Linked DNA regions of Mus musculus: regions 2, 3 and 4 are each linked to region 1. The links are chromatin contacts, called in public HiChIP or PLAC-seq maps. All regions are on one chromosome and are shown on one strand. Each heading gives the region's core, a stretch centred on a gene start, on an enhancer-like site or on the middle of the called end of the contact. The rest is flanking DNA. Distances are from core to core; before and after follow the strand shown.

What was found. HiChIP or PLAC-seq counts read pairs in DNA pulled down with a chosen protein or histone mark.
Region 2: a contact with region 1 is called in an H3K27ac HiChIP or PLAC-seq map of large pre-B cells, with 2.6 times the contacts expected there. The contact joins the promoter of Tstd2 here to the promoter of Trmt10b in region 1. A contact is called at or near these places in 2 of 39 promoter capture datasets (liver and pre-B cells), 2 of 484 Hi-C or Micro-C datasets (CD4 T cells and cortical neurons) and 2 of 115 datasets of contacts at active chromatin or transcription factors (astrocytes and large pre-B cells).
Region 3: a contact with region 1 is called in an H3K4me3 HiChIP or PLAC-seq map of embryonic forebrain, with 5 times the contacts expected there. The contact joins the promoter of Tmod1 here to the promoter of Trmt10b in region 1. A contact is called at or near these places in 1 of 39 promoter capture datasets (liver), 2 of 115 datasets of contacts at active chromatin or transcription factors (embryonic forebrain and embryonic stem cells) and 1 of 9 other capture datasets (embryonic stem cells).
Region 4: an H3K4me3 HiChIP or PLAC-seq map of forebrain shows a contact between it and region 1, with 3 times the contacts expected there. The contact joins the promoter of Igfbpl1 here to the promoter of Trmt10b in region 1. A contact is called at or near these places in 12 of 39 promoter capture datasets (the 3T3-L1 cell line, 3T3-L1-derived adipocytes, cranial neural crest and 7 more), 2 of 15 datasets of contacts at CTCF or cohesin (large pre-B cells and pro-B cells), 3 of 484 Hi-C or Micro-C datasets (embryonic stem cells, pre-B cells and pro-B cells), 6 of 115 datasets of contacts at active chromatin or transcription factors (cardiomyocytes, embryonic forebrain, embryonic stem cells and 1 more) and 2 of 9 other capture datasets (adipose tissue and embryonic stem cells).

What each region holds. Positions count from the first base shown.
Region 1 is chr4:45,294,184-45,300,401 of GRCm38.p6, reverse strand. It overlaps Trmt10b (tRNA methyltransferase 10B), which reads right to left and starts at 3,234. Exons shown (of 9, transcript NM_027266.4): 1 at 3,207-3,234.
Region 2 is chr4:46,135,337-46,141,554 of GRCm38.p6, reverse strand. Tstd2 (thiosulfate sulfurtransferase (rhodanese)-like domain containing 2) reads left to right here and starts at 3,080. Exons shown (of 10, transcript NM_173033.3): 1 at 3,080-3,175; 2 at 5,961-6,168. The coding sequence starts at 6,004. It overlaps Ncbp1 (nuclear cap binding protein subunit 1), which reads right to left and starts at 3,044. Exons shown (of 23, transcript NM_001033201.3): 1 at 2,669-3,044. The coding sequence starts at 2,702.
Region 3 is chr4:46,036,049-46,042,266 of GRCm38.p6, reverse strand. It overlaps Tmod1 (tropomodulin 1), which reads right to left and starts at 3,045. Exons shown (of 10, transcript NM_021883.2): 1 at 2,958-3,045.
Region 4 is chr4:45,824,227-45,830,444 of GRCm38.p6, reverse strand. Igfbpl1 (insulin-like growth factor binding protein-like 1) reads left to right here and starts at 3,618. Exons shown (of 5, transcript NM_018741.2): 1 at 3,618-4,087. The coding sequence starts at 3,652. It also overlaps a transcript of Stra6l not described here.

The sequences.
Region 1 (6,218 bases), core at 1,985-4,484:
CAGATAGTGCTGGGGTGTTAGTGAGGAGCAGGGGTGCCATACTGACCCAGAACGACTGAACCACGGAGAACATGCTGGAGAGTGTTCCAGAGAGACACTTCAGCAGGAAAGAAGCCGCACACTTCTCAGAGGACACGGACCAGATACCTCCAAACCATCAGGACCCACAGAAGCCAAGCTTTTATTGTGCTCTTTGGAAAGCAGTGTGTCAGCTTACTTTCAAATCAGTCCTTTAGCAAATATTTCTTAAGTATCTACTACATACAAGGTTCTGAGCCAGTAAAAAAAGTGTGGTAGATTTCTGGGGTTCTGGTGACAGGTCAGAACCTCTTGCCAAGCCTCAAATCTGCCCTATATCTGAGCGCCATTGCAAGAGGAAGCACTGAGGGTATGCACTGTCCCATCCAGGCCTGAGGCTGAAAAAATGTGAGAAGCACTGTAATCGTGGTGTTCAAGACACCAGTGGTGCGTGTGCAAGCTGGCCGAGAACTCACAGAGACTCACCCGAGTTTCGGGACTAAGTGTTCACCATCTTGCCCTGCGAGTTCAGGGCTTCTTAAACAATTTCTTCCTGGATTTAGTTCCCAGCACCCATACAGTGGTTGACAATCCTCTGTTAACTCCAGTTCCAGGGGATCCAAAGCCCTTTTCTGGCCTCCAAAGGAATGATAGTTCACAATCATACAGGAAAGCAAAATACTTATACACATAAAAATAAATAAATCTTAAACAGCAATAGTTAGTATTTATTAAACTTAACTACTTTCTTTTTTGTTCCTTGTGCCTTTCTAAATTCTATAGTCCCTGAAGATGTTTCTCATACCAGGAGATCAAATAAAGGCACCAGTAACCACCACCCTAAGAGCCTGTATTATATGTGACTGCACACTCCTAATGGCAGAGCCCACCTTTCTTCAGCTCTGCATCCCTGGTGGACAGCATAAGTCCTGGCCACACAATGCAAATTCAGTAAATGCAGAACAGAGGTTATCATCTAAGGGTCCTCAAAAAGCCAAGGTGTAGCTGAGCATCAAGATGCACAGATCAGGGGGCTGGAGGCGCTGCTCAATGGTTAAAGAGCATTTGCTACTTTTAAAGAGGACCAGGGTTCTATTACGAGTACCCACATCAGGTAGTTCAGAACTACCTATAGTTTCTCTCTAGGGGTTCAGATACTTTCTTCTAGACTCTAATGGCACTTGCACCTACACACATGTGTGTGTGCATGTGTGAACACACACATGTATATGCACACATACACATAATTTAAAATAAATCTTTAAAAAAATACAGATCCGATGAATCTACACAAGACATTATCTATGCTCAGATTTGGTATTTTACCTCTTAATTAAAATATCTATTCTAAAGGCAGGGATAGTGGTATAACTTTAACCCCAGCAGTTGAGAGGCTGAGGCAGGGGGCTTATGAGTTCTAGGCCAGTCTAGCAGACACAGTGATTATACCCCATCTCAAATGAACAAGCACTCTTTCTGAGCCTTAGTCACTCAATGGTTACTAATGAACCGACACAGTGATGGTATATCCTGGGGATTTGGTGGTGACATCCATTCCATCTTTATGAGGTTCCAACTTTCAACTGCTTTGAGTGTAACTCAAACAGGTCCTCCCATTTCCCTACTCTACAAACAAATCCTTCAAGAACTTATAGTGAACCTCACACAGTAAAGAGCATCCTAGGACCAGGGAAGTAACTCAGGAGAGCGTGTGCCTACCATGCATAAAGCCCTTGTCTCAAACCCATAACATAAACCAGCTGTGACAGCTTAGGTACTACTAGCACAACGAAAAAAGAAACAGGAGGGTCAGAAGTTCACGGCTCAAGTTCAAGTTCATCCTTGGCTACATAAAGACTTTGAGGTTAGTCTAAACTACCTGGGACCCTGTCTCAAAATAAATCTGTGAAATATATATATTCACAAGTATGTAGCAGCAGATATATAAGAGCATCTAAATGTTTGAGAATTACACCACTCTTCTGGCCAGAGTCAGCAGCATTTTCTATTTCACTCACCGTAATCCAAAATCTACACACTATCTGCACAGATCACTAAGGGCTCTCTCCCTTCTGTCAACTTTCTTTTTTCTAGAGGATTCTATTTATTTATTTATATTTATTTGTTTGTTTGTTTATTTATAGACAGGGTTTCACTATGTAGCCCTAGCTGGCCTTGAACTTGCTATATACTGGTTGGAGACCAGGCAGGCCTCCAACTCACAAATCTGCCCTGTCTCTGCCTCCCACATTCATCCATCCAACCATTCATCCATCCATTCATTCATTCATTCGTTTGTTTGTTTTTTGAGACAAGGTTTCTCTGTACCCTGGTTATCCTGGAACTCCCTCTGGAGACCAGGGTGGCCTAGAACTCACGGAGATCTGCCCGCCTCTGCCTCCCGAATTAAAGGCTTGCACCACCACACCAGAGCCATTTTATTTTTAAAAATTATGTATGTGGCTATGTGTGCATCAGTTCAGTACAGGTGTCTGGAGCTTAAGTTACAGGCAGTCATGAGTCGCCCAGACATGGGTGCTGAGAACTAAACTCCCATCCTCAGCAAGAGCCATCTTTCCTGGTAGCCCCTCCTCCATCATTTTCTTTTACGCTCTGTGGTATACCTATTCCCCAAACATACTAAATATCCCGATGTCTGCATAAACTGTGACCTACCTATTTCCCAAACATACTAAATATCCCAATGTCTACATAAACTGTTAATCTCTGCCCACATGCTCTTCCCTTAGTCTCACACGTCCTCAGATCAGGCATATTTTCACTATCCAACACCACCTACTTATTTTTTGTCTGATTTTTTCACACCGTTCCAATAAAATTAAATGTTCCGTTTACTCAGACTCTCAATAAATACTTGGAGTTAACACCGCCGTCTCCGCCTTAGACCTTTTCTAGCCCAAGTCCCACCTGATGAGCACAAACGCCGTCGCTAAGTGTCCAATCATCCTGTTTGCATAGGTCTCTCATTTTCTCATTCTGAGCCCAACCACCTTCAGCACCAGAACACCTGCTTAGATCCCAGGCTGCAGGGAACGCGGGTCACACTGACTCGCGTGCTGCGACCGAGGAAAGGCAAGACCCAGACTCCCCAGGGCTGTGGGGTGCCTAGGCGTCTCGGTGGGACCCCGCAGTCTCTAGCCAACCCTCAGAACCAGATCTTGGCTTACCTAACACACCTTGCTCAGAAGAGAACACAGTTGGTCCCGCCCCAAAGCCACTTCCGGTTCCTGATCAGCTTTGAGTGGCATTCTGGGAGTTGTAGTTTTCAGTCTAACAACGCACTAGATGATACCAGTAGATTGGCTGGGCTTCTATACTCTGGGTTATCTGTCTGTTAGTTGACGATGGCAATTCCAAGTCCTCGTAAACCTTACATAGCTCAAACAGGTGACTAGTGGCTTTCTGGCGACTTTAAACCAAGCTCTAAACCACCTACTTTGTCTTTTTGGTCAGTATGGGGCCCTTAAGATTCCCTGGGTTTCCCTTCAACCAGCAGGGACTATGAGCTAGCACAGCCCTTTCCTGAGCACACAGTGGTCCTTCTGCCGCCAGGCTGTCCAAGTTCAAAGCGCAGACAAGACTTAGCAGGCAAAGAGTCTAGTGGCTAGTTACATACCTTGAACATCTCCCTTCACATATCAACTCAGAAATAGGCTCAGATGCGTGAAGCGACTAGTCCAAGTCTTGTCTTTACTTTTCTTTTTTTAAGATTTATTTTTGTTCATATGTATGGGTGTTTTGCCTGCATACACATGTGCATTTCATGCATGCTTGGTACTTGGGAAAACCAGAAGAGGGTATTGGAATCCCACTCCCCCGCACCTCTCCAACCTGCCGCCCCCATCGGAACTGAAGTTACAGAGAGTTATGAGCAGTCATGTGGGGGCTGGGAACCAAACCTAGGTTCTCTGCAAGAGCAACTGTAGTGGCTATTCCTGGTTGTCAACTTGACAATATTTGGAATGAACTACAATCCGGAATTGGAAGGCTCACCAGTGACCCTTATCTGGAGGCTTGGAGATCCTTATCTGGGTCTTGGTTTGAAGATCTTGAGCCATAGTGGCTATGGATTCCAGAAGATTGAATCTCCGAGTTTAAGGAACACACCTTTAATCTGGGCTACGCCTTTCATCTGGGATTAAAGGTGTGGTGGGACACACCTTTAATCTGGGCTACACCTTCTGCTGGAGACAATATAAGGACATTGGAAGAAGGGAGTCTAGCTCTTGCTCTTGCTCCTTCGCCTGCTTGCTGCGTGAGACTGAGTAACTGCTAGATCCTTGGACTTCCATTCACAGCTGCGACTGAACAATTGTTGGGAATTGGGCTGCCGACTGTAAGTCATCAATAAATTCCTTTACTATCTAGATACTATCCATAACTTCTGTGACTCTAGAGAACCCTGACTAATACAGAAGTTGGTACCAGGAGTGGTTCTAGAGTAACAGAAGTACAAGGATGAATCTTTTAAAATACTGGAATTGGCTTGTTGATCCACCAGCACTTTCAACTATTGAAACCTCTCCAGATTCTCTCCCTCCTGGGAGCTCAGAGAATTTTGAAGACCCATGGTTGAAACTATATTCTGAACTTAAAGAAGCTAATGACCTTGATTTTCTTAATGAATTAGGTGATTCAGTGCACAAAGCTTTCTACAAGATGGGGAAAAAATCGGAAAATGATTTTACTGGCTGGCTGCTCTTAGTATCTGTGGAAAAAATGATGAATGAAAGGAAGGAGTTGTGTGATAAAATCGAAAGGCTCCAGACACAAGTAAACGATCTAAAAGTTGCTAAGTGTGTCCTTGAGGAGAATCTTCTCTCTTGTAGCAATAGAGCTCAAGTTGCAGAAAATCAAACAGAAACTCTCATTGTAAGGTTGGCTGAACTACAGTGAAAATTCAAGTCTCAGCCTCAGAGTGTGTCAACAGTTAAAGTAAGGGCTCTAATTGGCAAAGAATGGGATCCTACAACAAGAATGGGATGTGTGGGAAGACCATGTTGAAGCTGAGAATTTTGAATCTTCAGATTCTCAAGGGTTTGCCCCACATGAGGAAGTAGTACCCTCAGCCCCACCCCTTGAAATAATGCCTTCGCCACATGAGGAAATTAATTTTGCAGAGTCTGATAAACCAGCAATGACTTTCACTACTGATGTTTCTCGAGGCCCACCAATAGTTTCTTCTAGACCTGTAACCAGACTCAAAGCAAAACAGGCTCCTAGAGGGGAGGTAGAAAGTGTAGTCCATGAGGAAATTAGATACACTACTAAGGAGCTTAATGAGTTTGCTAATTCATTCAAGCAGAAACCTGGTGAATATGTGTGGGAATGGATTTTAAGGGTGTGGGATAAGGGTGGAAGGAACATAAAACTAGAGCAGGCTGAGTTTATTGACATGGGTCCTCTGAGTAGAGATTCTAGGTTTAATACGGAAGCTCGCATAGTTAAAAAAGGTGCCAAAAGTTTGTTTGAATGGTTGGCTGAGGTGTTTATCAAAAGATGGCCTACTGGAAATGATTTGGAGATGCCTGATATTCCGTGGCTTAGTGTTGATGAAGGGATTTTAAGACTTAGGGAAATTGCAATGCTAGAGTGGATATATTGTGTAAAGCATAATTGTCCACAATGGGAAGGTCCAGAAGATATGCCTTTCACCAGCTCTATAAGACGCAAATTGGTGAGAGGGGCACCAGCACATTTGAAGGGTTTTGTTCTTTCCCTTTTCCTTGTGCCAGATCTTAGCATTGGAGATGCTTCTGCTCAATTAGATGAATTAAATTCACTGGGTTTAGTTGGATTCCGAGGTAACAAGGGCCAGGTGGCAGCATTGAATCGCCGGAGACAAGGTGATTCTAGTTATTATAATGGACAGCGTAGACAAAAGAATGTTTATAATAACATACCCAGTAATGGTCAGCACAGGAGAGGTGAAATTTATAATGGCATGACTCGGTTGGACCTTTGGTACTGGCTAACCAATCATGGTGTTTCCAGGAATGAAATACATAGGAAGCCTACTGCATATTTGTTTGATCTGTATAAGCAGAAAAATTCTCAAACAAATGAAAGAAAGGCTACATTAGATCGTGGTAAACAGCCAAATGAAAGAAAGGCTACATTAGATCGTGGTAAACAGCAATCTCGGCCAGTGAATCAATTTCCAGACTTGAGACAGTTTG
Region 2 (6,218 bases), core at 1,831-4,330, 840 kb before region 1:
ACTCTAAAGGCTCTTAAGACACCAGGCATGGTGGTGCAGGCCTTTAATGCCAGCAGAGGCAGGCAAATCTTTTGAGTTTGAAGCCAGCCTGGTCTACACAGCCAGGGCTACACAGAGAAACCAGAGGTGGTGGGTGGGTGGAAAACAGACAATAGAACAGAACAGAACAGAACAGAACAAACAAACAAACAAGACACCAGATCTTTTCTCCCTGCAATAGGAACCGAATGTTACAAAGATACATTGTACTGTTTCCTATGCCCTTGTTAGAATCAGACTGTAATTCAGATCAACAAAGTAGACAAAAAACACCACCATAAAAGAAAAAAGTAACTTTGACTCTACAAACTTAAAACTAGAATTTAAAATGGTAGAAGAATATCACTTCTGAAACAAAGTATATTGTCCCTATGTATAACAAACTTTTCATACAGTTAAGTGTAAAAACATCAGCCACAATAAAATATAAAGACCTAAGTGGAAGTAGAATAGGCTATCTGGACTTTTGACTAAGATTCAATCTAAATTCCTTCTTTTTTTTTTTTTTTTTTTTGGGTTTTCGAGACAGGGCTTCTCTGTGTAGTCCTGGCTGTCCTGGAACTCATTTTGTAGACCAGGCTGGCCTCAAATTCAGAAATCCGCCTGCCTCTGCCTCCCAAGTGCTGGGATTAAAGGCGTGCGCCACCACGCCGGGCCTAAATTCCTTCTTAACAATAAGACAATATACTTCACACTGATAAAATGTATATCCAACATTACTGAAGAAGTTCAGAGATACTGTTAAGGAATCTAAGCCTGCCAAGTATGGTATTCCCCTTGGGGTAAGGCAGGGCAGTCAGTGGGATCTATCTAGCCAGGACATAGGAACAGGCGTTCCAGCCTGAATTGCATAGTTCTAGACAGCCAGGACTACATACATAGACAGCCACATAAAGACCCTGTCTCAAAAACAAACAAACAAAAGAGTCTAAGACTGAGTTAGATTTGATACTTTCCATTTACCATAGCCCTTTCTGTGACTCTAAATAAACTACGGGAACTTTATTGATTAGCAACCTTGTAGTATCTCTGTGAATCCCCAATCATATAGTCCTAACAGAAATGTTCAAGTGGCCCAGTGAGGTAAGAGGCTCATCTAAACTCCCCGGTCTCACAACTTCTACCCTCACTTTCTCTCTTCTACCAACAATGACCTCCTTGCTGTCTGTTCTCTAACACGACAGAAATGTTCTAACCTTAACTCACGGTTTCCTTTGGACCTCTGCTTCCTCCAAGCATCCACACGGCTCATCCTCACATCACTGAAGCCATAGGCCATCTGCAAGGAGGCCTTACCTAACCAGCTTCTCTCTCACTTTGGTCTCTACACCCTTTACCTCACATTATTCTCCACAACCCCGTGACCTTATAACGAATTGCACTATACCGCTGTGGGGTTTGTCTTAACCCAGGGGAGGGAGCCTCCACTGTTCTACTGCCTCCTACTCCACTGCAAGCACAGAAGCTAGGAAACTGTTTAGCAAGTCGGCACTCCTGATGTATTAGGACATTCTCTCAGGTACTACTGGCAGAAACCTGGGGCTCCACTATATGGGATTCGCTTGGTTGTCTTAACATTCCAAGGGAGGAAGCTAACCCAATTAAACTTGGGGGAGGGAGGGCTTTTTTTCTCAACGATGTCAGCATTTATCTGTGTGTATCACCTCTGAGACATTAGCAGTTGACAAAATAAACATCATCATGAACTACTGGTGAGCACAATATCTCATTTAGCCCCCCGTAGAAACCAAATGGCTTAGTATTATCCACAGTCCACGCTTAGGTTTAAGAAGTCATATGACCCTGACAAGATCACATAGTAAATAATCGAGATGTCGAGCTTCGAACCTAAACCCTTCGGTTCTAAAGTTTTTTCTTGCCTTAACCCTTTGGACCTAACACTAACAGCTCCAAGTGTGTTCTTGAAAGGCAATAATGGTGCAACAAAACAAAATTTATGGCAACACAACGACGTCCTTGCCGGCGACCATCAAAACTGACATGAGAATTAATAATCTGCTCGGGTTTTCCTGCACTTTCTTATAAGGGAAATATGCTTAAAGCCAATCCAACAAAACACCCCGTGCCTGTTTATTAGTGACCTCTGGGGTGTTGGTATTCTTTTTTTGAAGCCTAAAAGAGGGGAATCAGCGGGTGGCAGGTGGAGGAGAAGGGCTCAGATTGCAATACATCCGACCTCTGTCATAGCTTTGTTCTTTTCCTGTCTTCCCAGGGTCCTTTCCAAGTACACCCTGGAGGGCTAAAAGGAAAACACTGGTCCACTAGATATATCTCCTCCACTAAGTGATCCTAAGAGGCAGCAGCAGACAGACACACGTGCGGTTTCCATGATCAGTAGTGAGGGATTAAGTCCTCAGTGTCGCGGGACCCCAGGTCGGATTTGCTCACGGGATTCACCAGGCCTTCCTTTCCCATGACTGAAGGAGATGGGGTAGCAGGGAGGCCGTCGCTTTCCCGAAGCCACTATCCACAACCGAGCCAGCAGCCTCCCTTTGGGGCTCCCCGAGCCCTCCCGGGGAGAAAGGATTCCTATCCGTTCCCGGGAGACTGAAGGCGAGCCCGGCCTCGGTTCTCACCCGGACGCAGTGGCCAGGCCGAGAGCACTTACCATCGTTCTCGTAGCTGTGCCGCCTCCGCGACATGCTGCTTGCTGGTGCGCAGCCGATCTGAGTTGCTAGCCGCCTGCAACCCCAGAACCGTCGGGCTGCCGGCCGGCCGGTGCGCGGTCAGCGGCGAGGCGCGCGGACTGAGCGGCGCGCAGGCGCACTCGCTTACGACGCCTGCCGGAAGCGCGTGCAGAGGGGCACCGGATGGGCTCCGCAGTGGAAGGCCGGCGTCTGCAAGTCCAATTGCGGCCGCCTCCTCCGGCTTTCCACCCCGGGCCCTTCTGGACAGCGAGCTAAATTATCCGGGCCGCAGCGATCCCGCCTCGGCTTTATACAGGCCCGGCGGGATTTTCCCGGCGGCCCCTGCGCCGACGACTTAGGAGACTTCCGGAGAAAGGTGACGGCTCAGGGACTCTCTGCGCACGCGCGCGCCGGGGGGCGTGGGCTCGAGGGCGGGGAGCAGCGCCAAGTTGGTGAAGGGAGACCCAGGAAAGGCCTAGGGTTTGCGGGTAGGTGTTCTCTCTTTCTCTCTCGCCATCCCGCTGTAGACGCCTCGGGAGACCTGAGCGGGGAGGAGGGCAAGCCACTTTCAGCGGTAGGGAATCCAGGCCCGTCCGGCTGAATCTGCTCACTGTAGTCCTACTGCCTACTTCTCCCAGCTGACGGACGCCCCAGCTACTGATCGGTGTGGTTCCAATTGTTCTATTCCTCTGCACGTGTACAGTATGTGGACGTCCTCTGCCCTGTGATGGACACCAAACTGTCTTGTCCATGGTCTAGCCCAAACTTTTCCTTCAGTCTTACCTGTTACAGTAAATGGCCGTTTCGGTAGTTTGCTTAAATCCAAGAATTTAGGGAGGAGTCATTAGCTCCTTCACTTCCTGTGTTACAGTTTATCCACTAACACTGCCTGCTATACTCTGAGAGCAAGTCTAGTCAAACTTATTTACTATGCTTAAAACTCTTCACAGACTTAAAGCAATATTTTATGTATTTGTAAGTCTGTACATCATCCTGGAACTGGAGTTTCAGACTCTCTGTGAGCAAGGAGGAGAGTGCGCGGGAGCGGGGTGGGGGTGCTGAATCCCGGGTCTTCTGCTAGAGCAGTAAGCACTCTTAACCAGTGAGCCATCTTGCCATCTTTCCGGCTCTACTTCTCTTTGTTTATTTTAAAGATTATCGTTTTTCTATTCTTTTCATTTATTTATTCGTACATGCAAGCAATCCATCTTTCCAGGAATTTCCACTGCGAATTCCAAACTATGGCTTCTTGGGTTCTGTTCCCGTCATTGTGTGTAAACCACCATGTTCTTCTGCTAAAGTCCAGCTTGTTCACATTTTAGGAATCAAGACTTATTTTCTTTATCTGTTGGTCTCTGCTCTGAAATTTACATGACTAACTGTCAGGGACCTACAGAGTTATTTCTCTGACTCCTCAACTCTTGCTTTATTTCATTCAGCAAGTACTATATTGTATTAATTAACATTTGTCACCGTCTGTACATGGGACAACGAGACGGTGTTCAGGATACTGAAGCCCTAAGTGACCCTCTCAGGAATGATCACAGGTACTGTAGTCTGACGGACTTAATAGCAAAGGGCGAGTGGTACAAATTATCACTCATCCTTTGCTATTGAGGACAGATTATCCAGAGTAAGACTTTGGAAGAGTCCTCCAAGAAAGGATTTTAATATATTCTCATCTGGCTCCAGTTGCCTGAAATGAGCCAATTCGAGCCAGATGAGAATATATTAAAAATGGGTTTATTGGGAATCTGCTCTCAGGTGAGTTCACTGACCGCTACCAGGATTGAGACCAGGGAAGTCACTATGGGGATGGGGGTGGAGGAGGGAAGAACACAGGAGCAAAGAAAGAAGGGAAGGAGGCCCAACAAGGAGGCCAAAAGGTCTGGATTGTATAGAGAGGAGCCTCTGGGGGAAGGTTCAGGGTTGGGACAGGGTATACCAGATAGGGACTATGGGATACTGGGAGAACCTGAAGACCATGTCTGCTTTGATATGTAAAATATGCACCTTGGTCCAAGGTTAGAAACCAAACCTTAACCATTACTAAATCAGATAAGAAGTGAGTGTAGTTCAAAGTGGATTGCTGACTTTCAAAGGATGGCAAAGCATTGGGCCTGGTATAGTGGCCCCGAATTCTAGAAGTAGAGGCAAGGGGAATCTTAAATTTAGGATTACTAGAACCTCAAGGCCAGCCCCTACTATATAGCAAGACCCAGACTCAGAAAAATTAATTTAAAAACTAGGGGTTGGCCCAGGCAGCATACACCAGCTGATAGGAGGCCCCAGACACATATATAGCAGAGGACTGTGTGGTCTGGCCTTAGTGAGGGAAGATGCACCTAACCCTCAAGAAACTTGAGGCCCCAGGGAGTGGGGGCATTCTCTTGGGCAGGGGACAGAGAAGGTGTGGGATGAGGAACAGAGGGCAGACTGGAAGGTGGATAAAGACTAGACTGTAAAAAAGATTCAAGAATAAAATTTTCTTAATTTTGTTGGAAAAAAAAAATAGGGGTTGGCAAGATGGCTCTGTGGGCAAACCCCTGCCACTCAAGCCTGACAATACAACGTGTGTTTGATCCCTGGAGCCTGTGCAGATATGGAACTGGCAGGCATCTCGGCACAAGTAGCCACAGAAGTAAATCAAATGTAACAAAGAAGACTGCATTGGTTATAGTGTATCCATTTTGGTAAGATTTGGCCACAGTAGCAATTTGGAAATTTTGGCTCTGAGATTTGAGAACAAAAGAAACAAAGCTACAGAAACACTGGAGTTGGTTGATTTGGGAAGTCCATAGTGCTTTTCTGCTCTCATGTGCTGCCCTGTGTTTTGTTTTCCCCTGGCTTACTTCCTAGTTCATGTTTCTTTGAAGATGAGTGCTATTGCCTCAGAAGGGCTCTTCCTGTGTATGAGGAGCCCTTCCACTTGCCTCCTTACTCCACTCATTTTCCTTTGAAATATTTAAAAAAAAAAAAGAAAAGAAAAGAAAAGTCAACTCAAATCAATGTATCGGCTTACCTTTCCTAGTAGATTGTAAACTTAAGAGGATAGACTTTTTCCTATTGCATTTACTGCTCTATTCCTGGTGTGTAGAAGAGAGCCTGGTAGAGCATAGTTGTCACATAAATACACTGTGGAGTGAGCGAGGGGACGAACGGAGAGCTTGGGGTAGGAGGCTACTGGTCATTTCATGAGTCCATTAGCTTCATGTCTGCTTCAAGAAGTAACCAAAGAGCTGATTGCTATATTCTCTTTTGCTTACGTCTCAGAAGATACTTGTCTGCAAGGAACCTGTCCCACTGATAAAGCCAGATGCCTTCTTCCACTTCACCAGACGAAGAGGATGGCCTGGAGACCTGTGTTTTAAAGGTTTTTGATCTGGATTTAAAAGAATCAAATCTTGTTAATCCCAGCAACAGTCTCAAAGCAGAGTTAGATGGCAGCACAAAGAAAAAATACTCGTTTGCAAAGAAAAAGGTAAAATTGCTGTCGGTGTTCTCATGATCATGCATGCAAAGTTAATGAAG
Region 3 (6,218 bases), core at 1,796-4,295, 740 kb before region 1:
GATTCCAGTGAGCTCATTCTTTCAGAGGCTGTTGCCATCATAATAAACCAGAAGACTGTATAAAACAAAAGGGAGCCAGCCCCCCCCCCCCCCAGCGCTGTGGGAGTGACTCCTGCTAATCCCAGGAAGCAGGCCCCTGGCTTTAAACTGATAATGACTCCTAGCAGCCAAATAATTGATCTAGCTGGTGTTCTGGCTTTAAGGGAAAGTGAACTGGCCTCTTTAGAAATGTTGGCAGCCTGGGCTGGCCCATTAGTAAGACTGAAAAATCAAAACACTGTCCGGAAGAAGCCATATGACTGGGCTCAGCAGAAGTCATCAATAGATGACATCATCTCAGAAGTTAGCAAGCCAAGGTCATGGGGCCCCCAGAGCAGGGTCAGCTCACCCTTCACGGCTCACAGATACTGAGTCAGCCAGGGGACACAGGGGCCCAGACCAGAGCCTGCTTCATTCTAACTCCCCCCCACCCCCAAGCCCCCCCTTTATTTTTGCTCAGCAAAGTCTAGAGGGTTGAAAGCCACTTGCAAAGCTGGTGACATATGGCATGTTCTTAAGGAAGGACCTCAATCCTGCCATGGGCACACCCCTCAGATTCTCTTACACTCTGTGGTTGCCCCTTGATTTGCCTCTACCACTTATGCTGGCCATGTCACAAACACTGAGGGCTGCCCTCTGCCCCAGCTCTGACTGCCTTTCTCATCTACGCTCTGAGAGAGTTGGGAGCTGTCTCTACTTAAGCTCCAGCCTCTGTCTCCTTAACCACATCCTCACAAGGTACTGGGCAGGGTCTAACGAAGCTCAGGGCTTGCCCATCATCACTTCCTATCACAGCCTGAATGAAGTGTCCACTATGGCTAGCCCTGTTGTACACAGGGGGAAACTGAGGGCACCAGCTTGGTCTCCAGCCAATCCTAGTTTTTAATGCTCGGCTGTGCTGCAACCAAGTCCCCAATGCCTACCCTGGATTCTGACGGAGTCTCCACACTTCTCAGCATTCTATCCCTGTGTAGTAACTGTGCCCACCTCTCCACTAGGCTCTTGGAAGGCTGCAGCCCCCTCTACCCTCACCCCCCCACACACACACACACCTGGACTCCTGGGGTCCTCATCCCAGATCTGGTGCCCCAGATCTCCCCTGCACTTCCTTTTTCTCCAGCTAGAGGGCTTCCCAGAAGACTTCCAGCCCTGCCTCTTCTGCACTCCAGCGCCACTAAAGACCATCCTGTCCACTAAGGTCATTTCTCAAGGTCACACTGAGTGGGTAACAGAGCCGGGGCTGGAGCTAGGGGCCTGAACTCCTGGCCATTCCCTTTATTGCTTAGAGCTGACACCACCTAGTCCCTGTGTTCTGTAGTTAAGCTGCAGCCAAGAGCCCTGCCCAAGAAGGGAGAGAAGGTGTGAGACTCTGATAAGGTGGGCTGGGCTATTTTTAGAGGGCTCTAACTTCCCACTTAGGATGCGAGGCACCCAAGAGCCAGTGGCTGTCTAAACCGTGGACTGCAAGGCTAGCTCATTAGAGAGCAGATGCCAGAGTGACAGGCGCCCTGTCTTCACTCTGCCTGTTTGTTGTGAGGTTTGAAGTCGGTGAGAATCTTCCTATTGGGTGATTCCCCTTTCACTCATTTATCTGTGAAGCCCGGAGATAGCTTTAGAGAAAACGGAGCGATCTTCAGGATCTATTACTAGACTCTCCACACTATTACTCCAGCCTGGGAAAGTCCCAGACATTAGCAGATCACAAAAGAGGGGTGCAGAGTCCCCAAACCTGCCAGGAAAGGTCGGTAGAGACAGGAAAGGCAAGCAGACTGCAGTGGGGGTTGGCATGACCTTGAGCAAAGGGTTCTGAAGCCCTTACAGGGGCAACAGTGGGACCCAGGGTGAAAGATAAACCCTGTGGGAGGGAGCCCCCACTAAGAAAGAACCCAGAATCTGGGTTTAGAGTCTGGCTCTGCCAGGTCTTCGGAATCTCATGGGGAAAGCTGAGAGAGGTAACTAAACAGAGAGCTGGGGAGGTTCCGGGTTAAGGGAGTTATCACAGGTGCCACACAGGGAACTGAATTGCCTGAGCCTGCCCAGTTCATTTGGTCACTTGTTTTGCCGAGGTGCTGCTAGCAACTCAGCCTAGAGATGCTCCCAAACACCCCAGGCACACTTCCCAGGCTATTCCGAGGGCCACAGTGGGTCCTAGGCCAGGATTTGAGTTCCAAGAGCCACCAAAGTCTCTGACTTTTGCAGCTGTGTCCTCAGCATCCTTACCCTGCCTGAAACTGCAGAACAGGTGCAGGGGAGTGTAGGCAGTTCAGAGCACGCCCTGGCCACTCTCGTGGCCCCGGGTACCATCTCTTTGAAGGACCCTAACTTCACCTTACAAACAGGAAAACGAGATCCAGAAAAGAAAGGAGGGTTGCCTAGGCCGCCCCTCAAACTGGAGACAACCAGTGGCCTCCTGCCTCTACCTGGTTGCGCGCAGCGAGGCAAGCGCAGCTGGTGCTTTAAACCTCAGCTAGTTCCAGCAGTTTGGGAAACTTTTCAGGCGCCGGCCAGATCGGTGCTCAGAGGACTCAGCGTCCCCCGAGCGTGTATCCCCTTCCTCCCCAGACTCCCAGGAGGGCTCGTGACCAGCTCACAACGTGCCAATGCCCAAGGCACCCCGGGCGGCTCCCAAGGTCCCCGGGAGACCAGGTCTAGTGCCCCGGGCGCCCTGACTAGGGTTGGGCGCATCAGGCTGCAGGGACGCTTAGCGCCAGCGACCCGATCATCAGGCTGGGGAACCGGACCCCGATCCCCGAAGGCCACCCGAGGCGGCGGCTATTTATAGAGGGAACCGTGCTCAGTCCCTTCTCAGCGGCTGCGACAGCTGAATATTTTGCCCAGATATGGCTGCGCCCCGGCGCGGCGGCAGGGAGCCCCGCGAGGCCGAGGGGGACCTAGGGATGGCGGGCGGGGGGTCTTACCGGGATGCGGGGTGGCGCGAGCGCGGGCGGCGGCAATGAGCGGAACGCGGGGCTTGGCGAGTTCCCTGGCGGCCGCGGGTGGGAAGCCGGGGGCGGGCCCTGTTCTGCTGTCACCGCGCCCCGCCCCAACCCGCCGCCCTCCCCGCCCTCCTGCTCTACCAGGGGCGACAGGGTGCTGCGCGGTCCCCGGCCTGGGAGCAACACTCGCTATTAGGATCTAGGGCCACCCCAGCCCCGGAGGCAGGGGAATGTGTGGTTCCCTGCCTTGTTCTCGGTTTCTCCAACTTGATTTTATGCTACGTTGGAGGTATCTGGACAAAGTCGCGCAGATCTTTACTCTCGTCTAGAATGTTCCAGTAAAGTCAGCACAGCTACACCTAGCTTCCTTTGAAGAGGCAACCTGTCCCCTCGGCCAGGACTGGCACGGGCCCAGGGCTTAATAACCATCTGTGGACGTGCAATTCCAACGCAGAATTGAACGCCTTCTCCCTACACAGCATTGAGACTGGAGCGTCCGAAATCACCACTTAAAATAATCGGAATGAAAGTTCCTCCTTCTTAAAAGGCTAATGTGTTCTCTCCAGAACAAACCACTTAAACCCAAACCGAAGCCTTTAAGTGTTTCAATAAACAAACGGCTCCTACCAACGAATCCAAACAGGCACAGGGAACATCTCCGTTGGATTATCCTACCGTATTTTTTGGTGAGGGAAATCTTAATTCCTAGATGCCTAAGGAGAAACGCTGAAAAGTATTTTCCTAATGCATTACTGTATTATAAAACCCTCGCCCTATTAAGAATGTCCTTTTCAAGGGAGAAGTGGGGTGTATTTTTAAACAAAGCAGGGACTTACTATTCCCAAGGACTTATTTTTAAGCGTTTTGTTGTGGGTGTAAATACTTTCAGGGCACATATTAGTGTGTAGCTTTCTGAATTTTATAGTAAGAACACCTGTGCAAGCCAACCAACAGCCTGACCCCGCTCCCCAGTCACCCACCTCTCCCTTCTAAGACACTGTTTTGTGGACCCTTCCAGAAGTCTTGCCCTTATTGTCAGGTTGGTGCCTCTTGCTCGCTGCTGAGGCTAATTTGTGACGCACCATTCTTTCCTACTGTTCAATTTATAGGTTTCATCCCCAGCGAATTTACCATATGAACATAATATGGTATTTCCATATGAATGCATCCTATTTTAAAAGTGTACTTTGCTAGTAGTGGAAATTCAGAATATTAGTGTGGCTCAGATTATTCTTTCTCATGGTCTGCAGGAAGCTGAGTTGGAGAGTTGAGTCTCTAGGAGAGATGAGCAGAGGATTAATGCTACTTGCAAGTGGTTCCCACTTAAGTTAAACCACTTCGGTTTAACAAGAATTGCTACATTGTAGCTACACTGGTAGAGAGGAGCCGCATTCATTGAGGCTTTGATCCACAACACCAATGCCCTGTGTTCACATTTGCTGACACCTTTTTGTTTATTGGCCAGCTGGATTTTCTTTTTTTGTGAAGTGTTCGTTCAAACTTCTTGCCTATTTTTACCGAAATACCCAATATATCAACACAATATGGACACATACCATATACCACATATGTAATATGCAACAGTGCGTATCCTTCCACTTTGCTCTTTCTCCTCCAGCCTTTTAAAGACAGCTGTCTCTGGCTCCCAGGTGCTCTGCCAGCTGTGTCTGGTACTTTGCTACCTTAGTCTCTCACAGGCAGGGCTCTGGTCCACTGGGAATGGACTCCGGACTTCAATACAGGCTAGTGGCTAAATTCATGTGTGTGTCAAGCGACCTCACATCACACTAATTTTATCCTTCCATCAAAAAACATAAATGCTTTAAGAATGGAAATGTTTAAGTCAGGGAAATAGGAAAGGCTTCCTTTGGTTGTGTACAATTCAGGGATCTGTGTTCTTTTCTGCTGCTGAAAGACATGGCTATAAAAATCATGACTTTGCAGCTATTGGATGGAACACAGGGCCCCCAATGGAGGTGCTAGAGAAAGTACCCAAGGAGCTAAATAGGGTCTGCAACCCTATAGGTGGAACAACAATATGAAATAATCAGTATCCCCAGAGCTCGTGTCTCTAGCTGCATAAGTAGCAGAAGATGGCCTAGTCGGCCATCACAGGGAAGAGAGGCCCCTTGGTCGTGCAAACTTTATATGCCTCAGTACAGGGGAACACCAGGGCCAAGAAGAGGGAGTGGGTGGTTAGGGGAGTGGGTGGGGGAGCATGTGGGGGACTTTTGGGATAGCATTTGAAATGTAAATGAAGAAAATACCTAATAAAAACATTTTAAAAAATCATGACTTTGCCTTAACTCAAACATTTATGTTCTGGAAAAATTTTTATTTCATCATAAATAATTATTTTAATCACTGGCATAAGTATTCTTAAATCTTGCTATTTTGGAAGAGTTTTTATTTCATAATAAACAATTATTTTAGTTAGTGGCATAAGTGTTCATGAGTATTTAAAAATACATTTTTTAAAAGCCAGAATACTTTGTTTGTTTGTTTTGTTTTGTTTTTTTCAAGACAGGGTTTCTCTGTGTAGCCTTGGCTGTCCTGGAACTCACTCTGTAGACCAGGCTGGCCTTGAACTCAGAGATCTGCCTGCCTCTGCCTCCCAAGCGCTGGGATTAAAGGCGTGTGCCACCACGCCCGGCTGGCCAGAATATTTTTTATACATTTAAGATGGAAAGCTTTAAAAGTCCTGGTCTTTTCTTTTCTAGTATTGCTTTCCCTAGTTTTTCTCAAATAAAAAGATGACTTTAAGAAAGTTTGTCTCCAGCCTGGTTTTCTCCTTGAAGTCCACTCACTTCCTATTCCCAATAGCCTCTGAGCATCTTCCCAGCAGTCTACTAGTTCAAATACAATGTGCTCAACCCAGACATTCACCTTCCACTCAGGCCTGGGTAAGGCACCAGCCTGGGTAAGGCCTGACTTTGCTTTGCTCCCACGCCTCCTGTATCTATGCTGTCTATGCTAAGATTCTAATTAAGAACTTCAGGATGTCTTCAATGTGTTTATTATTCCAGTGCTCTGCCCTTAGTCTGGGGGTTTCTCCACCTCATCCTAACCACAGCTAAAGCTTACAATCCACCCACTCGCCCGTCTGTCCACCAGTAAGCCAGCACATGCTGCACTGTCCAAAATGTCATTCTGTCTATGTGGATGACACAAGAAGTGATCATGTAACAGTTACAGAATCTAAAATGGTCTGTCCTCTTCCTGGTTCCATGATGCTGTGACATC
Region 4 (6,218 bases), core at 2,369-4,868, 530 kb before region 1:
GGCCATTAATTGGTTCTTTCCTTGTGTTTATGCCCAAGCCCTGTGTGTGGCAAAAAAGTCACATCCATTCTTGTTGCTTAATCACTACCTAGGTACCTAGCATCTCACCACCTGCCCCAGTTCCCCTCCTTGTGAGGAGAGTTCACCCCCATCGTTTCCCATAATCCCATGGGGCCCCATGTGTGGCCCACGGTGTTTGTTGGCTCCCTGAGAGGCATACTGAGAGAAATAACCGGCTCTGCTGGGCTATGGACTGGGGCAATCTAAAAGAGCTGGAGCTGATCTCCTTCAAAGCCTGGTATGTTTTCCCACCCAGACACACTCAGACTTTGATGCCCCAGGCTCAGGGCTGGAAAATGAACCCTTTGCTTTAATTCTCGGGGCCATTATGCATACATAATGCTTTCCCTACCATTTAAAAGGAATGTAGATCATATGTAAATGCGCCTCTGTGGAATTGTGTATCCCAACCTGCATTAAGCACACATGAATTTCATAGTGACACCATTCAGCGCCTGCTCCCTCTGTGTCTGCATAAAAAGCAGAGAAATCCTGTGCTGTATACATTTGTCATGTCTGGCTCGTCCTGGTCTCACAGTCAGACTTTGGACCTCAGGAATGATGGTTCGGTTTGAAGGATGTTTCGATCACCTCTTCCAACCTCGAATACTTTGATCCCTTCCATAAACTCCAAGATTTGCCCTTGAACTCTTCCACTGACAGGGAGCTCACTCACTTTGGAGCAGACTGTCCTCTGCTTGGACAGTGATAGAGCCAAGCATGGAGTTACAGATTGTTCCTGAAAGGCAGTGCACAGTCTATCACTTCTGTTCCCAAATCCTGCTTTGTTACATGAACATTGTTTCCTTCACATCATTAAATGATCTCTCTCTCTCTCTCTTTCTCTCTCTCTCATACACGCATGCACACACACACAGCTGCATCTATATTCACATGTGCATATGCCATACATGGACATACATATTTCATAAGGACCATCACAATAAACGATACATTATAAACATATTTGCATTTCCACGAGCCTACACATTGCCCATTTTAATGTCTACCTAGACCTCTATTGACAGATGGACCATAATTTACTCAATCGTTGCTGCCTTAGAATGTTTCCAAGTTTTTGATACAGTGGCCAACTCAGAGATGAAATCTTCAAATGGAGCGATTTCTTTTCTTTTTCTCTCTTCCTTCCTTCCTCCCTCGCTCCCTCCCTCCCTTCTTCCCTCCCTCCCTTCTTTTCTAACCATGTCTTATTTATTTTTATTTTATGTGTATTGATGTTTTGCCTACCTACATGTCTATGTGAGGAGATTTCCTGGGTCCTCTGAAAGGGCAGTCAGTCCTCTTAGCCACTGAGCCATCTCTCCATCCCCAGAGCGATTATTTTCTTTGGAAAGAGTCACAGATGAGATCAGAAGGTCAAGAGGTATGAGCAGGTGGGGAGGCCGTTCTAGATAAAGCCAGAGGTGTCTGAGACTACTGGAATCTCAGTACTGAGCACACGCGGAGAGCTTTCCCAGCATTCCCCTCTCCATTCCTCACTCCTTACCTCCGTTCTCCCAAGGCCCCTGACAGCTCTACTCCACGTGGCCCATTGTAAGGTAAGAGCTTGAATGGATGGCCACATGGCTATATTCAATGGCTCTGCTCTGCTCGCCACATAAAGTGACCTCCACAAGGGCTTCTTTCGGGGACAAGGACCTCCCCACCTCAGAGGACCGCAGACTTGGCAGGAATTGAATTAAGAAAGGAAACTGCATGTCACTTGAGAGGTCTGCAGCAGCTCTTCCCAGGCACGGAAAGGCTTTCTCCATCTCCAGACATAAGCCAAAAATATACAAAAGAGCGGACACGGAGCAGTAGGGATGGCTCTTTGGAAGCCTGGTTTGGTAAGTTCTTCTCTCTTCATCTATGCCCCTAGCCACACATCAGTGTCCAGCAACAGTCCCCGTTGTCAGGGATGAAGTATGCAGACTGCCTAGTAGCCTGTATGGATACCCCACAGCCAGACCCTGTCTTTAAACACACTTTACCAGCTATGTCATAGGTGTGTTGTGGTAGATATTTAATCTCAAATCGGGGTTTCTATCCCACCTTAGGTCATTCGGTTTCCAGATAAAAGACATGCAACTTTTATATTTTAATAAACCTTAGTCAGCACTAGAGCTGGGTAGATATCTACCCACCATGTTATTATGTCTACTTCCGTATCAATAACCCCGAGTTATAACTTGCTATGTTCATCTGAGCTGCTCTTAACTCCAATTGCCCAGCCTCATGGCCATGTTTTCATGACTCACTTGCCTACCACATGCCATCTCTCTTTTCTGCACCTTCTCCCCTCTCCTCCTTGTGGTTTCTCCTCAGACCCCAAGCCTGGGGAAACCAATCACTCACTGCCCATCTTTCTTCTGCCCAGTTATAGACAATAGGCATCTTTATTCGCCAATCAGGGATAACTTGGTGGGTAAGGTTACATAGCATCACTTGTATACATGCAACCAGGCCCTGGGGTGTGTGTGTGTAGTAGTAGTAGTATTTAGCATTACAATACATAGCAAAAGACCAAACCTCAATATGGGTGTCCTGAGATTTGTGCTCTGGGACCCTGTCCCAACATTCTTAGTAGCCAAAGGTCAGAACACAAGTGGTTAATTTCCATTTGTGTATCTAAATAATATGCAGAGTGTAACAATCAAGACTGGTCCACACAAAGTCCAAAATACATCACTGTATCTAGCCACCTCAAGGCCCTGTCAACTATAAGATGCATGGATTTATGCAGCATTAAGAAATATCCATGAGGCGCTGGAGTCTTGGTGCAGTGCTTAAGAGCACCGGATTCCTCTTCCAGGGGACCTGGGTTCAATTCTTAGCACCCATAAAGCAGTTCACAAGGGAATCTGACACCTTCTTACCAGTGCACTTAAATTAAATGAAAAAAAATTTTGAAAGAGAGAAAGAAAGACCCGTGAGAGCACATAGCCTTTTCACCTGTGCACCCATTGCTTGAAAGAGAGTCGGGTTCCAGAGATGATAAAAGGTGGGAAACTGGAAATTCTGTAAGTAGAAAAGACCAAGTGCAAAATCATACGTGCACTCGGGCAGTGGATGTTTTATATGAGGGGACTGGGCTATGTGCTCACACATGCTTGTACAGGCAGAGAAGATGCCTGAAAACACACCCAAGAACCCAATAGCCAGAGCAGCCACTGGAAATGGGACTGGGGAACTGAGTATTCGATCTGGGAAAGAAATCCATCTATCCATTTATAAAATCTGGCATCTTAAACTAGAGATTCCCTTTCCTAAACAAAACAAGAAAGAGAGCAAAGTAAAATAAGGCGTCCTGGTGGGAAGACTGAGAGTCATTACATTTTAAGGCCGAGACAAGTTGCCGTTTGGACCACGCTGAGTCTCCCCCAGCGCTCAATCGGAGGTGGCAGAGCTGTTCTGGAGACTTCTCTGCAGTTCAGTGAGCCAGTAGGGCCGCGCAGCGCTGGTCCCGGGCCGAGGGGCGCCCCGCGGTGCGGGCCGGGCCAATCAGCGGGCGCGGGGCGGGCGCGGTGGCTTTGCACGCACCGAGCGCTAAGAGGAGCAGAGGCGCTGCTGCCGTCCGTCTGGGAGCCGGCCATGCCGCGTCTGCCGCTGCTGCTCCTGCTCCTGCCATCACTGGCCCGGGGTCTCGGGCTCCGCGACGCGGGTAGACGACACCCCGAGTGCAGCCCGTGCCAGCAGGATCGCTGCCCTGCGCCCTCGCCTTGCCCAGCGCCCTGGATCTCCGCGCGCGACGAGTGCGGCTGCTGCGCGCGCTGCCTGGGCGCCGAGGGCGCGAGTTGCGGGGGACCCGTGGGCTCACGCTGTGGCCCTGGCCTGGTGTGTGCGAGTCGCGCCTCGGGGACGGCGCCCGAGGGCACCGGGCTTTGCGTGTGCGCGCAACGCGGCGCCGTCTGCGGCTCTGACGGCCGCTCCTACTCCAGCATCTGCGCGCTACGTCTGCGCGCCCGACATGCACCCCGCGCGCACCATGGCCACCTGCACAAGGCTCGCGATGGGCCCTGCGAGTTCGGTGAGTGGGGTTTGACCTAGAAAGACCCAGGCAAATGGGAAGAGCGGGACCCCAATGCTCTTGGGTGTGGGACAGAGAATTTCATTGTACAAAAGTGGACAACACAGCCTGGGCCTCAGTTTCCCCTTCAGGAGCAGTGTTTCGCGTCTTTCTACAGCCTGCTTGCTACCTTACCCACTGCGTGCAGACTTCAGCCCTAGAACAAACAGGAATGTGAATGCTTAAGAACCTGTTATTATAGTTACTTGAAAATGGGTCCAGGTGGATAGGTTGAATGGAGGAAGGAAGGTGAGGATTCCCAGAGTGCAGGGGTCCCACACAGGATTCAAGAAGCACCAAGACAGAGCATCAGAATCCTGGCTATCCAGTGAGTCTCAGACCAAGGGCTTCGAGGAGCTTCCAGCCACAAAGGGCAAGACCTTTGGAAACGTGAGCTCTGAAAAGATTGTGGGACCAGAGATGCTGATCCAGTCTAAAGGGCACGTAATCTGAAGGGTCCTGCTTTAAGGAAATCAATAGAAAACTACCAACTGCTAGGGATGTCAAAGGTTAACTGGTTTTTAACACCACATTGTAAGTGCCCCTAGTGCCCTAACTGATCACTGTCCTGTGTCAAAAAAGAAAGAAAGAAAGAAAGAAAGAAAGAAAGAAAGAAAGAAAGAAAGAAAGAAAGAAAGAAAGAAAGAAAGAAAACCCAAAACAGCAGTGTCTATGGATGTCCAGAGAAGCTAGCCTACTTTGCCTGTGTGTGGGGTTTGACTTGGTCAGGAGCTCTGAGAGAACAGTGTTTGTTTCATCTGGATAGGGTAGTGGGGAACTCGGCGTGGTAAGTGTTCCATGTTTCGGGCTTCTGGAGATTTCTGGCCTGAGCTGGGAGAGGATGTCTAAGCCAGATGCCCAAGGTAACACTTCAAGAAAGATACCTGGGGGCTCCTCTTCCAGCTTGCCTCCTCTCCCTCCAAACATCTCATGGACGCGTGCTCACGTCCAGGATTCTGGTGGACCGCTGGCCATGGGGCAGGAAGTCTACTAGACACAGTGAGGGGCTGAAGCAGGCTGGGTGACACGGAAAAGTCACTATGGCTCTTTCCCAGTCCAGGCTCCAGTGGGGGACAGTGCTGGCTGGGGGTACTACTGGGTAGCTCCTGGCTTCTCCAGTGACACTGAGCCAGGTCTATTTCCCTGCCCAGCCACAGCAGCTCCAGGGGAGCCACTGTGGTGCCCACTCTGCTTGGAATGCTGTGTCTGCCCGGTGCACCGACAGAGTCCCATCTTTCCCCCTCGTAGCTCTGTCACTGTTTTTACAATCTGCCTCCTCAGCAGTTGGTTCTCACGCAGCTCCCTTTGTCTGAGACAGGTAGCACTAATGGCACACAGGACACAGAAGAAATGCTGACCAGGCTCCCCAAAGCTTCCCTGTGCTGATGGGCTTGGGTGATTTTTTTTTTTCCTGGAGCGACATTCTGTTCCTAGGAAAAAGAGCCCTTCGAGGCATATAACTCAAAGCTGCTGTTGTACAGAGGAGACCCAGACCCAGAGAAAGCAGGGGACTTGTCCATGATGTCCACTTAAGGCTGCCACCTTCCAGGTCCCAACCCCTTGTCCAGCACTCTTTCGGGACTGGACTTGATAATATTGTCGGGCAGATGGCGGTTGCTATGGTTACCAGAGTACAGACAGATGGCAGATGGAAAGCCCACACCCCTAATTCACTGAAAATTACCAAATGACAAGTAAATGTGCCAGCGCACACCCACCCACCCCCCAACTCTGCGGGCTCTGAGGCTCGCCCTGGGCTCCAGCTTGGAGAATAAAGGGTCCTCAGAGCCAATGGGAGCAATTCAGGAGGCACTCTCCAGGACCTCATTAGTGGCAGGCCTCTGCACTCCTGAGCCCAGCTGTCCTTTCCACCCGGTTTCTGTCACCCACCTCAGACCTGATGATGTCTCCCTGTCACCTCTTGTCTTCACAAGCTTGTGTGGTCCTTGTCCTTGTGTCTCAGGGAGGTATGGGCACCCGTGCACAGGGGACTGTTTTTCCTACACTAGATGCACCTCATTCTGGGCTGCCCTAAAGCTATCTTTAATTCAAAAGACACAGCGGGAGCACTTTTAACAAAGCCCCAGGGGAC